Regions from separate parts of the Oryctolagus cuniculus genome. Here region 1 is linked to region 2. Evidence: chromatin contacts called from public Hi-C data. All regions are on one chromosome and are shown on one strand. The core of a region is the stretch at or near the end of the contact, and the rest is flanking DNA. Distances in the headings are between cores, read along the strand shown. Region 1 holds the start of SOX2 (SRY-box transcription factor 2). Region 2 has its middle 79 kb from the start of ATP11B.

Region 1 (4,091 bases), core at 596-3,095, 980 kb before region 2:
CACGTCTGCAGGCTCCTTCCCGCCGCCCCACCCCCGCACCCTTGCAGCGGGCGTGCTTGGCCCGAGGGTGACAGCCATGGACACGCCAGGCAGGGCAGGCGCTGGAGGAGCCGGGGAGGGGCAGAAGGAGGTTAAGAAAGCAGCAAAGTTCTGTAAAGATAAGGCCCGGAGCGCGGCCGGCGGGGACCCTCGCGTGCGTCTCCCTAGGGCGCGTGAGGGTCGGTCGGGGGCGGAGAGCGTGCGGAGCCCTGGTGGTTTAAGCCTCTCATAAACAAGACACAGCACCAGGGTTGCGTTCCTCTCCTACTTCTTCTCTACCCCTCCTTTGTCGTCAAGTGCGTTTTAGCCACAAAGATCCCAACAAGAGAGTGGAAGGAAACTTAGACGGGGGCTTTGTTCGACCCCGTGTAGCGACAACAAGAGAAACAAAACTACCTATTTGTAACGGACGTGCTGCCACGGCTCTCCGCTTTGAGCGCCTACCTATTGAAATCTTTACGTCGGGACAATGGCAGAGCGGCTAAAATTACCCTCTCGGGTCCCGGGCGGGCAGGGTTCCGGAGCCCCCGCCCCCCCGCCATCCGGCCGCCCGCACCTGCGCCCCCCTCGGCGGCGCGGCCACCGCCCAGGGCAGCCGGCGGGGGAGATGCCAGCGCGGCCCGGGCCCCGAGCCCTGGGAACTCCGCGTGGGCGGGAGTCCGCGAGCGTGGCCCGGAGGCCACCTCCGAGCAGGGCCGGGGGAGGCCAGGAAGTGGCCGCCACCCTCGCGCGCGCCCGCCCTCCGCGCCCCGCCGGGGGAAGCTGGCACCAGTGAAATCCGCCCTTGGGGGGGTGCTGGGGCGCATCTCCTTGGCACCGAGCGGCCTGCGCTGGGAGCCGGGGGCTGCCTGGCCTCCGCTCCGCGCGGCTGGAGCTCAAGAACAGGGCTGGTTTGAGGGTTCGAGGGCCGGGGCTTCCGGGAGGGGAGGTCTCCTAACTTCCAGCTGGGACCTTCCAGAGGGGTGGGTGCTGGCACCTGTGCAGGCCAGAGAGGCCGGGGGGTGGGGGGAGAAGTGGCAGCCGCGGCGGGGAGGGGGAGGGCTGGGGGGTAGGGGGACAGGGCCGCGCCCCCTCCACGTTCCTGCGCCCGCACCTAAAAGTCAATCAGTTTAAAAGAAGAAGGAAGCGGGTGTCGGGGTGTGGGGGGGTGGCCGGTGTGCACCCCCCACGCCGTCTCCGCGCCTTTTCCCCCACTGGCTTCGAACCGGCGTGTGGCGTGACCTGTTGCTGCGAGCGGGCATACAAAGGTTCCGCGGCGGCCGGCGGCCCAGCGCGGGGAGCCGCGTCCCCCGCCCGCCGCGCGCGCGCGCGCCGCGCCCGCCCCCGCGCCCGCCCGCTCCCCCGCGCGGCCGCCGGCGCCGCAGGCCCCGCCCCCTTTCATGCAAAAGCCGGCGGCGAGGCCGGGCCCGAGTGGAGGAGCCGCCGCGCGCTGATTGGTCGCGAGAAACCCATTTATTCCCTGACAGCCCCCGTCACATGGACGGTTGTCTATTAACTTGTTCAAAAAAGTATCAGGAGTTGTCAAGGCAGAGAAGAGAGTGTTTGCAAAAGGGGGAAAGTAGTTTGCTGCCTCTTTAAGACCGGGACCGAGAGAAAGAAGAGGAGAGCGAAAAGAAAAGGCAGAGAAGTTTGAGCCCCAGACTTAAGCCTTTCCAAAAAATAATAATAATAATAATAACAATCGGCGGCGGCGGCGGCGGCATCGGCCGGAGGCGGAGGGAAGCGCTGCTTTTTTGATCCCGATTCCAGTTCGCCTCCCTCTCTCCCTCTCTCCCTCTCCCTCTCTCCCTCTCTCTCCCTTCTCTTCCCCCGAATTGCTCTCCGTCCGGTCTCCGCGCTCGCGGCACCCCCGCCCGCCTCCCCTCCTCCTCTCGCCCCCGCCCGCGGGCCCCCGAGTCCCAGCCGCGCCGAGGGTCGGCGGCCGCCGGCGGGCCGGGCCCGCGCACAGCGCCCGCATGTACAACATGATGGAGACCGAGCTGAAGCCGCCGGGCCCGCAGCAGACTTCGGGGGGCGGCGGCGGCGGCGGCGGCGGCGGTGGCGGTGGCGGCGGCGGCAACGGCGCGGCGGCGGCGGCGGGCGGCAACCAGAAGAACAGCCCGGACCGCGTCAAGCGGCCCATGAACGCCTTCATGGTGTGGTCCCGCGGGCAGCGGCGCAAGATGGCCCAGGAGAACCCCAAGATGCACAACTCGGAGATCAGCAAGCGTCTGGGCGCCGAGTGGAAACTTTTGTCGGAGACGGAGAAGCGGCCGTTCATCGACGAGGCCAAGCGGCTGCGAGCGCTGCACATGAAGGAGCACCCGGATTATAAATACCGGCCCCGGCGGAAAACCAAGACGCTCATGAAGAAGGATAAGTACACGCTGCCCGGCGGGCTGCTGGCCCCCGGCGGCAACAGCATGGCGAGCGGGGTCGGGGTGGGCGCCGGCCTGGGCGCGGGCGTGAACCAGCGCATGGACAGCTACGCGCACATGAACGGCTGGAGCAACGGCAGCTACAGCATGATGCAGGACCAGCTGGGCTACCCGCAGCACCCGGGCCTCAACGCGCACGGCGCCGCGCAGATGCAGCCCATGCACCGCTACGACGTGAGCGCGCTGCAGTACAACTCCATGAGCAGCTCGCAGACCTACATGAACGGCTCTCCCACCTACAGCATGTCCTACTCGCAGCAGGGCACCCCCGGCATGGCGCTCGGCTCCATGGGCTCGGTGGTCAAGTCCGAGGCCAGCTCCAGCCCCCCCGTGGTTACCTCTTCCTCCCACTCCAGGGCGCCCTGCCAGGCCGGGGACCTCCGGGACATGATCAGCATGTACCTCCCCGGCGCCGAAGTGCCCGAGCCCGCCGCCCCCAGCAGACTCCACATGTCCCAGCACTACCAGAGCGGCCCGGTGCCTGGCACGGCCATTAACGGCACACTGCCCCTCTCGCACATGTGAGGGGGGCCGGACGGCGGACTGCAGGAGGGGGGAAGTGGGTGTCGCAGAGACAAGGGAAATGGGGAGAGGTGCACAAGGAGAGTGAGAACAGCATGGCGAAAAATACCCGGTACGCTAAAAAAGAAAAGAAGAAGGACAGAAAGGAAAAAAGAAAAGAAAAGAAAAATCTTTTATCACCCACAGCAAATGACAGCTGCAGGGGAGAGACCACCAATCCCATCCACACTCACGCCAAATCCGCGATGCCGACGAGAAAACTTTTATGAGAGATCCTGGACTTCTTTTTGGGGGACTATTTTTGTACAGAGAAAACCGTGGGAGGGGGGAGGAGGGGTGGGGAGGGCGGGGGAAGGGACCTTGTATAGATCTGGAGGAAAAGAAAGCTACAAAAAAACTTTTTAAAAGTTCTAGTGGTACGGTAGGAGCTTTGCAGGAAGTTTGCAAAAGTCTTTACCAATAATATTTAGAGCTAGTCTCCAAGCGACGAAAAAAAAAGTTTTAATATTTGCAAGCAACTTTTGTACAGTATTTATCGAGATAAACATGGCAATCAAAATGTCCATTGTTTATAAGCTGAGAATTTGCCAATAATTTTCAAGGAGCGGCTTCTTGCTGAATTTTGTTTCTGCAGCTGAGATTAGGACAGTTGCAAACGTGGAAAGAAGAAAATTAATAAGATTTGGACATTTTAATTGTTTAAAAATTGTACAAAAGGAAAAAAATTAGAATAAGTACTGGCAAAACTATCTCCGTGGTCTTGTTTCAAAAAGGGGGGGGGGCAAGAGTTTTACATTGTACTAAATTTTTTTTTAACTTACTGTTAAAAGCAAAAATGGCCATGCAGGTCGACATCGTGGGTAATTTATAATAGCTTTTGTTCAATCCCAACTTTCCATTTTGTTCAGATAAAAAAATGACATGATATTACTGTGTTTGAAATATTTTCTTATGGTTTGTAATATTTCTGTAAATTTATTGTGATATTTTAAGGTTTCCCTCCCTCTCCCCTCCCCCCGTTTATTTTCCGTAGTTGTATTTTAAAAGATTCGGCTCTGTATTATTTGAATCAGTCTGCCGAAAATCCATGTATATATTTGAACTAATACCATC
Region 2 (4,035 bases), core at 1,226-3,725:
GGGCCCAGACAGAGAAAAGGCCATCTAAGGATGCAGGGAGAAGGAGAAGCTGGACAGGCCGCCACGGGGACCCAGAAGAAACCAACACCTTGACCTGGACTTGCAGCCCCCAAACCGGGAGAAATCAGATTCTGCTGGTCAAACCACCCAGTCTTTGACTTTTTGTTATGGCGGTCCTGGCAGACTAATACAATATGCATTCTCAGGAAGTCTCAAATGCTATTGTAGCAAACACAGACGGTCCTTGAGCTAGGATTTGACTATAATGGTGGAAAACACACCCAGACAACCATTCTGTTTTTCCCTTCCAATAGAGCATTCAGTAAATTACATGAGAGATTCCACACTTTATTAGAAAATGGACTTTGTTACATGATTTTGACCAACTTGTGGGCTACTGTCAATGTTCTGACCACCTCTAAGGTAGCCCAGGCTAGGCTACAGTGTTCATTTGGGTATGTGTATTAAATGCAATTCTGTTTTTTTTTTTTTTATTTGTTTACTTGAAAGGCAGAGTGACAGAGAGAAAGGGAGAGAGACAGAAAAGAAAGGTTTTTCATCCACTGATTTATCCCTCAATGGCTACAACACCCAGGGCTGGGTCAGGCCAAAGCCAGGAACCAGGAACTCCATCCCCATCTCCCGCATCCAACTCCTTCCTAATGTGCCTGGGGAAGCAGAAGATGGCCCAAGTGCTTAGGCCCCTTCCACCCGCGTGGGAGCCTGGAGGGAGGTCCAGGCTCCTGGTTTCAGCAGGGCTCGGCACAGCTGTAGCAGCCATTTGGCGAGCGACTCTGTGGACAGGAGCTCTCTCTCTAGTTCTCTGTCTCTCCCTCTCTGCCTTTCAAATAAATGAGTATTTTTAAGGTCTTTACATCAAGCCGTATTTCTATCATATGGAAGCTTAGTCAAGCTGAGTTGATCTTCTGGTTTACTTTGCTTTACTTCAAGTCCCGGCTGCTCAGCTGCAGATCCAGCTTCCTGGTACCCCGCATCCTGGAAGGCACTAGATGATCGCTCAAGTGCCTGGGTCCCTGCTGCCGACATGGGAGATCCCGATTGAGTTCCTGGCTCCTGGCTTTGGCCTGGCCCAGTGCTGGCTGCTGGAGGCATTTGGAGAGTAAGCTAGCCCACAGATCTGTCCTTGTCTGTCTCTCTGACTTTCAAAATAAGATGAAAATAAATAAAAGCTTTTGAAAATAAAATAACCGAAGGGGAACTGGCCGTTAGCCTAGTGGTTGAGATATCCACAGCAGAGTCCCTGGGGTGAGTTCCTCACTCTGCCTCCACACTTCAGCTTCCTGCTGGGAGGCAGAGCCCATGGCTCAAGTCCTTCCCTGCGAGCCTACCTGGATTGAGTTCCCTCCGGCTTCACAGGCCCAGCCCTGGCTGTTGCTAGCATTTGGGGGAACATAGCAGCACACAGGAGCTCTGGCACTGTATTTCCAAAAAAAATAGCTAACGTGAACGCTTTTGATGAATGACACCATCATGCCCATCCATTGCCAAATAAACTCTAAATATATTTTTGTCTCTTTTCTCATTGACAAATGTACACGTTGTACAGCTATGGTGTAAAACACGATGTTTTGAAATATGAATAAGCACGTTCTTCCAAAGGCTCACAATTCGGGTACATTTGGGAGCAGCCTAGGGCTAAGAAAATGTTGGCAGCAACACAAACCCATCCTCAAACTACAGCGATAAAATGCTACTTTCTTGCTTCTTTGTAAAAGAAAGACCCAAAGTTTGGTCTCTAGAGTCACTCCCGTCCTTCTAAGATAAACACGGACTCAAGGGAGTTAAGCCCCAGAGCACCGGGTTCCACCCCGGCCCGGGTATCCCCGGCCGGGCGCGGAAGGGCCGCGGGGCCGCGCGCCGACCGACCGAAGGGAAGCGCGCACCTCCCCTGGGGGCCGCGCCGGGATCCAGAAACCCGGTTCGAGCCGTTCCTTGATGGCTGCGCGTTCTTGTTTAGTAAATATTGACTTCGCTCCCTGAGTCCTCAGAACTTATCAGTGCCGCTTCTCTTTAATAATACATGGGGAACTTCAAACGCGGCACAACCCCCGCGTCGCACCAGCGCCCGCCGGGAGTGCGAAACCGCAGAAACCCGCCGCTGGACATGAAAGGCCGAGCGCTTCCTCCTCCAGCTCTCGGGAACCGACCGACGGGGAAGACGCCGCTGCGGCCGCCCCCCGCGCGCCGGCCGCGGGGGCCCGGGCTCCATCTGCCCGCGCGCGGCCCGGCCGGCCGCCCCTTCCCCTCTCGCCCCGGGGACCCTCGGAGCCCGCGGCTCGGCCGGGCCCACAATCTGGGCTGCCGCTCCCCAGGGCTTTGAACGCTGCCTTTTCAACCCGCTGCTCCGTGGCAAACCAATTAGCCCCTTCCGTTCGCCCCGGCGCGCGGCGGAGAGCGGAGAGCGGCCCGCGCGCCCCTCGCCAGCCGGGCGCAGACGTGCGGGCTCCGCGCCCGGGCCAGGCTGAGCCGGGTCAGCGCAGGGCGGCACGGAGGCCCGCCTTCCAGCCCTCGGGCCTTCAACGCCTTTTTTTTTTTTTTTTTTTTTTTGCTTTGCTGGGAAAGGGAAGGGTCGCCCCTGTGATGGTTTCGTTTTGGCATTTAAAACACGAATGATCAGGGCGACCCTGGCATCAAGTACGCATCGTGGTCCCACCCCCCCATCCCTGCGGATTTGGAAGTGCAATGGGGCCTTTGAATATGGAGGAAGATTTCGGCTCCAGATGCAGGGCTAAAGATATTGAAAATACGTTGAAACACAGCTCCATTTACCTAAAATTCTGTTTGCCCGAGGTCTCATTTTAATTTCTATGATGAAAGCGGTAGCCTCTGATAAGCCACACTTCAGCTTTAAATGAGAACTACCTTGACCCCATATAATTCCATCGTTTGAACAGCAGAGCTCCAGACGAAGAAATTTGTTTTCAAATTGAACGCATTTCTATTACTTTTTTAAAATATGAATTCATTTAGAATACAGTGCTGGCACGCCGTAGGGTTGGATATCAAAAAGGCTTTGCCTCACACCGAGCCCTGAATGCGTACTTTTAATTCTAGAAACTTTAAAGTCCGTAGGCACCGAGAAAAGATTGGAAGCTCCGGTTCTAGAACTGATCGCTAAAATCAGCGTGGTGGAGGTAGTCAGTGGTAGGCTTGGAGCGCCCCTCTGTGGCCGAAGGTGGCCATTGCAGCGCTCTTTCCTAGCACGTGTGTGTTTGGGGGGAGCTATCTTGTTCCTGAGTTTACCTCTGCCCACTAGGAGGTCGGATGTCACTTTTCCATTAACACCTGTGAGTTCAATCTCCTTTTCTTCCATGAAACTTAAATATTTGTTAAAAACTGAATAAATCCTTTTGTCTCCTCCTATAGCTTTCCAGCTGAAGATAAAAGGGGAGAACATTCTTTTTGCAAAACACATAGCTGTGTTAGTCCTCATTCTGACCTTTAGGTGCAGGTAGAAACAACTGTCAAGGAGCTCAAATATGTGTTGATTCATGGGCTGGCTATCAGCGATTGGCGGTGGCTGCTACAGAATTTGCTTGAGGCCAAGTCTGGGGTCAGAAAGAAAAGAGTGATGAGATGCAGAAAGTAAGGGGCAGAGGTGAGCTAATTACTCTGCTTCCAAAGAGCTGGACCCTGTATTAGTGATCCATAACAGCGCTAGCCACTGGCATTGTGGCTGGACTTCATTTCCAAAGTCAAAACAGTGCTTTCGCCGTAGCCTCTTTACACTGCGGAAAAGTAACTCAAACTTTATTTATGTGATACATGGTAGCAAAAACTCTCCCTACACAATGGTACCCTCTAGCCTAGTTTTCCAGACACTGATCCACTCTATAATTCTGTCCATTTATTCCTAAATTAATTTGATCTCTGCATCTTCACCTGCTAGTCTCCCCTCTTCAATCATGCACTTTCTAAGCAGGAACTGGTACCTCTACCAGTTATTATAGCACAAACTAGGACTATTCTGGGAAACTGGGATGTAAGGGCACCCCACTTAACATGGTTCTAAAC

The links. A called contact is a pair of places that touch in the nucleus more often than the background predicts.
Region 1: a Hi-C map of skin fibroblasts shows a contact between it and region 2, with 8 times the contacts expected there. The contact joins the promoter of SOX2 here to the enhancer-like site in region 2. A contact is called at or near these places in 4 of 6 Hi-C or Micro-C datasets (ear pinna, embryonic fibroblasts, skin fibroblasts and 1 more).

The regions. Positions count from the first base shown.
Region 1 is chr4:97,881,027-97,885,117 of mOryCun1.1, reverse strand. It overlaps SOX2 (SRY-box transcription factor 2), which reads left to right and starts at 1,845. Exons shown (of 1, transcript XM_008266557.4): 1 at 1,845-4,091. The coding sequence starts at 1,995. The coding sequence ends at 2,981.
Region 2 is chr4:96,896,956-96,900,990 of mOryCun1.1, reverse strand. No RefSeq gene overlaps it. Among named protein-coding and RNA genes, the nearest start is that of ATP11B, 79 kb to the right of the region's middle. Within about 2 kb of position 2,475, at least 2 of the 8 cell types and tissues checked have an H3K27ac peak or open chromatin away from gene starts, as enhancers often do.